Linked DNA regions of Canis lupus: region 2 is linked to region 1. A link is a contact called in public Hi-C data. All regions are on one chromosome and are shown on one strand. The core of a region is the stretch at or near the end of the contact, and the rest is flanking DNA. Distances in the headings are between cores, read along the strand shown. Region 1 holds the start of MTIF2 (translation initiation factor IF-2, mitochondrial). Region 2 holds the start of CFAP36 (cilia- and flagella-associated protein 36).

What was found. A called contact is a pair of places that touch in the nucleus more often than the background predicts.
Region 2: a Hi-C map of blood shows a contact between it and region 1, with 4 times the contacts expected there. The contact joins the promoter of CFAP36 here to the promoter of MTIF2 in region 1. A contact is called at or near these places in 2 of 9 Hi-C or Micro-C datasets (both in blood).

Annotation. Positions count from the first base shown.
Region 1 is chr10:57,430,681-57,434,994 of UU_Cfam_GSD_1.0, forward strand. MTIF2 (translation initiation factor IF-2, mitochondrial) reads right to left here and starts at 2,114. Exons shown (of 15, transcript XM_038551280.1): 1 at 1,954-2,114; 2 at 1,510-1,712.
Region 2 is chr10:57,648,291-57,652,755 of UU_Cfam_GSD_1.0, forward strand. CFAP36 (cilia- and flagella-associated protein 36) reads left to right here and starts at 1,465. Exons shown (of 10, transcript XM_038551302.1): 1 at 1,465-1,747; 2 at 4,017-4,081. The coding sequence starts at 1,636.

The DNA of each region.
Region 1 (4,314 bases), core at 864-3,363:
GCCTGATGCGGGACTGGATCCCTGTTCTCCAGAATCATATCCCGGGGCTGCAGGTGGCGCTAAACTGCTGTACCACCGGGGCTGCCCAGGATTTTTTTTTTTTTTTTTCATTCTTGAAACATCAGCTAACCAGATCACAACTAGAGTGATTTTTCTAAAATGCGAACTTGAACTCATCAGCTCTTTGCTAAACACCCTGCAGTGGGTGGCCATCACCTCCAGTGTCAAGTGCAACTTCGAATCATGCTATCTAAGGACTCATTATCTGCCTTCTGCAAACCTCTCACTTCATTTCTTACTCATTGTCCCCTCACTCCTATCTCCAAGCTTTTATTATTCTGATCCCCTTGTAATCCCTAATAGTCATCTAATTTTTGAACCTTTGCATATGCTCTCTTCTTGGAATTCTTTCAACCCTCAATATTCTTCCCTCTTTCCACCTCCCTCTCCCCACCAAAAAGATGCTTTAGAGTGGGAAGAAGGCATCTAATAAGTATCTATTGAATAATGCCTTTTGAATATTGTTCTCGGAATGAAAGAAAAGTTACCTGAAAGGAAACTGCAACAGAACTCAATAGTATCGTCCAGAACTCAAAAGAGTATAGTCATTTTTCTCCTTGAGTCTTCCTTCTGCTCTCAGGACTGCCATTTCTACAGATTTGCTTTCTTAGCTTCTAAGGAAAGGAGCGACTAAAATAATGTAGATGTGCCCGTTTCCGTCTCAGCAAACACTTCCTGAATACCACCTTCCAGACATAACATTTGAGAATATGTTGATTCAGAGTTTAATAAGCCAGAGTCCCTTCCTTCAGAGTTTACTGTCTTTAAAAAGTTCCGATTTCATGATTCTCAGGCACATGAAACACCTGAAGAATGGCACATTTAAAAAAATTTTTTTTTAATTTTTATTTATTTATGATAGTCACAGAGAGAGAGAGAGAGAGGCAGAGACACAGGCAGAGGGAGAAGCAGGCTCCATGCACCGGGAGCCCGACGTGGGATTCGATCCCGGGTCTCCAGGATCGCGCCCTGGGCCAAAGGCAGGCGCCAAACCGCTGCGCCACACAGGGATCCCACATTTTAAAAATCTTATTTAGGGCAGCCCGGGTGGCTCAGCGGTTTAGCGCCTGCCTTCCGCCCAGGGCATGATCCTGGAGACCTGGGATCGAGTCCCACGTCAGGCTCCCTGCATGGAGCCTGCTTCTCCCTCTGCCTGTGTCTCTGCCTCTCTCTCTCTCTCTCTCTCTCTCTGTCTCTCATGAATAAATAAAATCTTAAAATTTTTTTTTAAAAAAATCTTATTTAGGTACCTGTCCTCGGCCTAACAAGGAAAGGGATTCCTTTAGGAAAAAAAAAAATGTCTTAATGCATCTAAAACCAGATTCAACAAGGGCACGGGTTAATGGAATGCGAGGAGATTAACCAACGTACAGACAGGTAACAGGAAGGAATCAGCAAAATAACATTAAGGGCAATAAATCCAGGTGTGAGAACGGGAAGGACCCTTACTTGTTACTTATTCCAAGCTCCTCATTTTACAGAAAAGGAACCCGGTTTCTCCGATGTCACACCACCAGCTAATGACAGGTCTGGAGGCCAAGCTGTCTGACCCCCGGGTCTTTCGCAGCCAGGATTTCCTTATCACGGACTCTGAACAGAGATGCGGGCAACACTCGGCGGCGTCGGTGGGCGCGGTCAGCCTTGGAATTTACCTGGAAGGTAAAAGGGAGTCAGGATAGAAAAAAAAGACTGGTGTGGCTTGGCCTCGAACCTGGATCCCAAGGGGCCGCGAGGCGAACACGGCGCCCGCCGCGCCTGCGCGGGGCTCGCGGGTATCACACGCACCGCCGACAGGCTTCCGGGGGCTCGCTGTGTACAGGCGGTGCCGCTGCCCCTCCAGGCCAAACAAAAGACGCCCTCCCGGGGCCGACCCGGCACACGGACCGCACTCACCTGGCGGCCGCGTCAGGCGCTGAGCGTCGGGATTCAGGAGCAAAGCGGGGATCACCTTGCGGCGCCGGGATGCTGCCCGTCAGTCCGTCCCCGAAACGGTCCCCCTCGGACTTCCGGTGCCGCCGGAAGCGGTCCTCCCCGGAATTCGGACGGCGGAGTCCCAAGGAGCTGCGGCGGCCAGAACTGGGGGGGGGGGGGGGGGGGCCGGGAGGCGGTGGGTGCGCGTTGCAGCTGCGTCCGCGGGGTCCGCCGCGGGTCGGGGGCGCCTCTGCAACCCTCCCCTTCCTGGGAGGTCACTTACTGCCGCCGGGGCGGGCTGGGGGGCGGGGGGCTGGAGCCGCCCTGATGCTGAAATGTGATGGAGGTGATTGCTAGGCTTTTCAAAGACGCGTGCTCAACAAGGAGGGGGGGATGTTTTCCAAATTACCTGAGCGGAACCCTTCATCACTGTCAAGGTCATGGGAAACGAGAAAAGACCGTGACAGATCAGAAGGGACCAAGGAGACACGATCACCGTATGCGACGTGGAATGCTGGTTGCAATCCTGGAACAGAAACGCACATTAGCGGAAAAACCGATCCGAGTCCAGCGTGCGGGAGGCTTAGCTGTAATCCCCTGTGTGAGCTGCTTCAGCTTGCTCGGGTGTAAACATTAGACCCGGCGCGGTGCAGGGCGCTTGGCAAGTCTCTGTTCTCTGCGGCTTTTCTAGGATCTAAATTTATCCCAAAATGTAAAGCCTATTTATAAAAAAAAAAAAAAAAAAAAAAGGAAGCGAATGAAATCCTAAATCCCACCTATTCAGAGATAACCCCTTTTAGTATTTTGGTGAACATCAAAACAATGTCGGGGCACCTGGGTGTGAGCCACCTGGTTAAGCTGGTGGGATCCTTCCTTTTGGCTCGGGTCAGGATCTCAGGATCATGAGACCGAGTCCCACCTCACGGTCCGCCCTCAGCAAGGAGTCTGCTGGAGATGCCCGCCCTCTGCCCCCCACCCCACTGTCATGTGCACTCATGTTCTCTCTAATATAAATAAATGAATTTTAAAAATAAAGTGTACAGTGTGATGATCTGCTATACATACATGTTGTGAAAGTATCCCCCTTGCATTGAATTGACACATCCATCACCTCACAAATTTACTTATGTATTTATTTTTGTTGTTGTCGGGAACATTTAAGTTCCACTCTTAGCAGATTTCAGTTACACAACAGAGGATTATATACTAGAACCACATTGTCATACATTAGATCTTGCTTATCTTGGTATGTTTGCACTCTCTTCCCAACCTACGTTTCTTACTCCTACATTCTTGTTCTCTTTCCCCAATTAGTATGAAGACTTTGGGTCTTTTTGTTTTGGTTTGTTTGTTTGGCTTTTGTTTTTTTTCTTTTTTTTTTTTTATATGAAGACTTTGAATAAGATACTTAACCTTTCTGGTAGATCAATATTGTCATTGCCAAATTAAGAAGGTTAAACTCTTAGAGTGTTATTTTTAAAGAGCTTAAAAATATTAAATAAATATAAAGTGATCATGTGTCTGAAGATGTATTCTCCTCATTAACAAGGGACCCAACAAGATGGTAAGCCTCATCCAAGGAGAATTGGGGAGCGCCAGGTATTTACAGTGGCTGAAAGAATGAATGCTTGAACAAGATTGCTAATATAGATACAAAATCGGTTAATATTCTCTAGCACAACAAAGCTGTAACTTTTGGGGTTACCTTTTCTATAAGGACAAAAATCATTTGCACCTCTATGAGACTAAATTCATTTATATTACTATCAGTTTTGTATACATTAAGATCTACCCTCATAGAGTTGTATAATACCTGGATGCTAAAAAATAGTAAATATGAAGTAAAAAAAAGTAAACATTCCTAGAGAATCAGAGATTCCCCGAGAGTGCATGTGAAAGAAAACCCAGCAGGACCCCAGCAGGGCAAACAAATCCCTTTGTTTATTTCCAGGTTTTGGATAATTTTTCTTAACAGAACTAAAAGTCCTATAAATTTTAAAACAAAGCTTCCTTAGAACCTTCCAATTATAAATGAGTATTTAAAGTGAACAAAAAGGTGATATGCTACGTCGATGCTTAGCCAACTGTCATCTACTCCATGCATTTTGTTCACATTGTATGAAACCAATATTTTTCCAGGGAAGAAAACTGAATGTTTTCTCCCATTTCATATTTTAATTTGAAGGTTATTAAATTCAGTCTGCCCACTTATTAATTTTTTTACATTTTAGCTTTCTTCTCTTTTGAAGTCTTTGTTGAAAATACCCTCATACAATCTGTCTTATTTATGGAGACATGGTTTGCATTTCTTTATTTTTAATAGCTTAGCAATTCCCTCCTCCA
Region 2 (4,465 bases), core at 215-2,714, 220 kb after region 1:
GTAATTTAATCTAGCAGTTGAAGATTAGTCGAATAAATCCAGACATATATACTTTCACTTAGCAAATCTGCTGGAATCTACCCCCAAAATAGTCAATAAAACCAACACTTCACTTCTTAGTGACACAAAGATGTTTATTTCAGCAGTTTGTAAAGAAAAAAATGGTAGAGTACACCCACATCAGGGAAGGAGAAAAACACTGCACAGTAATGATCACATTTCTGGACCCACTAAGATATTGTATGTTTATACACACGCACAAAGTAAAAATAGACTAAGTGGTAGTTTATAGAATACTATGCAGCTGCAAAGAAAGCAGTTCTATATTTTCACATGAAAAGTGACTTCAGAGTGAAAAAAAGTTCTGTGACTATTCATATAATATGATCTCACTTATATAAATATATTGCTAAAAAGAAAACCACAGGCTCGAAATGGTGTCACTTAGGTTAAGGCCCAGAACCAGTAAACCAAGACTTAAAACTAACGTGTCATTTCGGCTCCCCAGCAATGTGACCTCTCATCAGTCAACATGGGAATTTCTTGGCTAGCTTTAGGACACTTACTGATACACTCTTTCCGTCCCCCTTAGAAGCAATGGATTCTTTGCTGATAACTTCTTTTCCCACTCCTTTAAAAACCTTTAAAACCTTAAAAAAAAAAAAAAACAAACAAAAAAAAACCTTTAAAAACCTTTCCCTAGGAGCTCTCCTCTGCTTGCCATATGGGTTGCTGCCTGATTCATGAAATCGATCAATACACTCAATTAGATCCTGAAAACAACTGTAACACCATATAAGGCTGTTTGGAGAGGCTTGGGTGCACCCAGCACCTTGGCAATGACCTCTCATGACCCATTCCACAGGGGACCCTTAATTTAAAAATTCGAGTTGGGTGTCATCAGACGTAAGATTTGGTTATGTAAACATCTATTTGGGTGAATATAAAGTCCGATTTTTGCCCTCGAATATCTCCTAACTCTAGTTTTTTTTTTTTCCATCTACGCAAGAAAGGTGAAAAAGACCCACCCAGAGCTGGGAGATGCAAAGAGAGGGCCCATCATCAAGTCTTCCAGAACTCCATTGCTCGGCCTTTGTATTTTCGAACAACCCCTTCGTTACGAAGGTTTCCAGGACAGCGGGTTTGCAAGTGGTTGGCATCTTCAAGGTGCTGGGGACACACGCTGAACCGAGGCCTCTAACGCGCTCACGGGGTTAGGGCCGCGGGGTCTCGGCCTCGGCTCCCACGCGCTCCTCCGCAGAGACACAGTCCAGTCCCGCTAAGGCCTCCAGCCAATGGCTGCACTTTCCCTCTCAGCCCTAGCAACTCCGGACCAATGGGCGGAAGGCTATCTTTTGATCCGACACTGTCCCGTTCCAGCCAATCGGAAACGTTCTTCAAAAGCTCCCCCCTCTCTGAGGCCGCCCGCTCACTTCCGGGAAGCTGTCGGGCGGCTGCGCCTGTTGCCATAGCGACCATTTTACGTTAACTGGCTTGTGGGTTCGGTCCAGGTAGCAGGGCGACCGCGGGGTCCACTCCTTCTCCGCCCGTTCTGTCTCGGCCCCCTGCGGCCGAAGGGCCTGGGGCAGGCTCCGGGGGTCGGGCCTAGGGCTGCGCGGCGCCCCGCGGAGCGGGATGGCTGCGGAAGAGGATGAGGTGGAATGGGTGGTGGAGAGCATCGCTGGGTTCCTGCGAGGCCCGGACTGGTCCATCCCCATCTTGGACTTTGTGGAGCAGAAATGCGAAGGTAAAAAAGCCGGATCCCGAGCCGACAGTTCTTTCTGGCTTCTCTCTCACCAGCGGCGGGCGGGAAGGTGGGGACCCCACACCAGCTCCCACGTCTCAGGCCTTTGCCCGGGTCGGCCAGGTTTCGAGCTGGTTTGTAGGAGGTATTGCTGTCGCTGCGCCCGCGTCTTCCCAACGGAACCCTCTCCCTCGGCCCAGCGACACATCCGAAAATCATTCGGTTCCAGGCCTGGGTTGGGTGCCTCACATTCTGCTGCGCGATTCTTCCCGGAGCAGGTGCGCCGCTTGGTGGGGCTTCCGCGGGTTCCCCAGCGCCTGGGGAGGAGAGAGGCCAGTTTGCCTGTGTGCTTCTGATCCAGACGCTTCACCGCAAAGCGAAGGCTTGCTGGACTCCAGCAGGCCCCGAGCTGGCGGCCCCGTGGCCTGTTTGCCTTTCCCGAGCGCTCGGACCCTCGCATAGATAAGAAACGGGGTATCTTCTAACAAGGGAGATGTACAAAAGTGTCACAATATTCCCTGTGAGCGCTTTCAGTTCTCGGAGACGGGTTGGAGCCCACGTTCAGAAAAGGAGCCAGAAGCCATGTCGTAGGAACGAATGGCCAACCGGTATCATGGGTGTGGAGCCGGGCAGGACTTTCAGGGTAGTGATATCCATCAATCGTTTGAACGTCTGCCTTACGCTGGAGGGTTTAGACTTGCTTTTGTAACGTTCAGTGGGATAGAGCTAGGATCGGTGGGTACAAGCTCCCCACAAATTTCTTTTTTTTTCTTTTTAAAAGATTTTAATTAATTAATTTATATGAAAGAGAGAGAGAGAGAGAGAGAGAGAGAGAGGCAGGCAGAGGGAGAAGCAGGCTCCATGCACGGAACCCGATGCGGGACTCGATCCCCGGACTCCGGGATCAAGAGCTGAGCCAAAGGCGGATGCTCAACCACTGAGCCAGCCAAGTGCCCCCCGCCACCCCCCCCCCGCAGCCAAATTTCTGTGAAGGGCGTGCTCCATAGCAGAATGTATCCCAGTTAAGTTAGCCTACCTCGGAAGGTAAGGAGTTGAGTTCCCCAGGCGCTCGCAGCGTTTAAGTGGATTTGACAGCAACTTAATGGAGATGTGATAGAGGGGAATTCAACCGTCAAACGGTTAGTTATCCGGGATGACCTTTTAAGAATCGTTTTCAACCCTAAGATGCCATGCATGAATCTGGTAAAGATAGACTTTAGTTTGACCGTTGAATCTTTTCATTACCGTAAGCAAAATTATGGCATAATCAAAATCCAGATAGTTATTTAAGGATTGTCTTTATGTGTAATTTCTAAGGAAGTTCAAAATAATTTTTTTATTTGTGATCTTTTTTTAAGAATTTGAAAGTGCAAGATCAATGGAATGTGGAATTCTGACCTCCTTTAGGAGGAAAAAGAACTATGTCACTTTTTGATTCTGTTTACCCCTCTGAGACTAACTGCTAAAATGGAAAAAAAAAAAAAAATGAGGCATTGCTCTCTTTTATCCCCAAATGTCAAAAGTGGTTGCATCTCAGGAATGATACATCTGATGGAAGCAATCCTCAGCCTTATAGACATGTAATGTAGTAATTTGGTTTTAGAATTAGCTGGAAACAGTTTAAGTTGCTGCTCTATTGTGTGCGTGCCCAGCGTTATATAGAGCAGATGCCAGTAGAAGTGGAAGTGGCATCCCAGTGTCATTTGAAATAACAGTGTGAATACTTCAGTGACAGTGTACTCTTCTTTAAAGATTAGTTTTGTACAATCTGTGATATTAGCATTGATTTCAGTAAACATTTATTGAGTATCTGTGGGCCAGAACCTGGGCATAGAAAGATGAATGAAACAAAATCCTTGTGGTTGAGAAGTTTATGATTTAGTGGGGAAGACAGGCAGGTAAATGGAATTTATATCTAAAATGGCAGGTGTTATAATAAAGAGAGGCATGTGGTACTATTTTAAGAGTTCAGAGGAAGGAATCAGAGGAAGGATTTGAGGGTGGGTGGCAGATCTTGGAGAATGTGCTATTTGCAATGTCTTGAAGAATAGTTGGGAGAAGAGGATTGGGTAGAGGCAAAAAAAAAAAAAAAACCTCTAGGAACACTTGAGAAAATGTACAGGCGTTTAAAGCACTGCATGTGTTATGTTTGGTGATAAGATATAATGTTGATGAGTTGTAGTGTAAGATGTAAGGAGTGGGCTTTTATATTTGCATTAATGAAATGATTTTTTTTTTACAGTATTCAGTAATATATTTATTTTAAATTTAGTTTTTGATGATGAAGAAGAAAGCAAATTGACCTATACAGAGATTCATCAGGAATACAAAGAACTAGTGAGTATTTTTTTCTACTGATTTTTAAAGGTAATTAGAATAATATTACTTTTAGCTTTTCTAAATTAAAAACATGGAATTTTTCCATTTTAAAATTCTTTAATTAAAAAAATTCCATTCTTGGCACTTCTGAATGGCTCTGTCATAGAGCATGTGACTCATCTTGGGGTTGTGAGTTCAAGCCCTGTGTTGGGAGTAGAACCTCCTTAAAAAAAATGAAAAAGGGGTGCCTGGGTGGTTCATTCAGTTAAGTGTCTGCCTGCAGCTCAGGTCATGTTCGTCCTGGGACGGGGCCCCACATCCAGCTCCCTGCTCAGTGTTGAGTCTGCTTCTCCCTTTGCCCCTCCTCCTCTCCCTCTCTTTTCCTTCTCTCTCTCCCTCCCC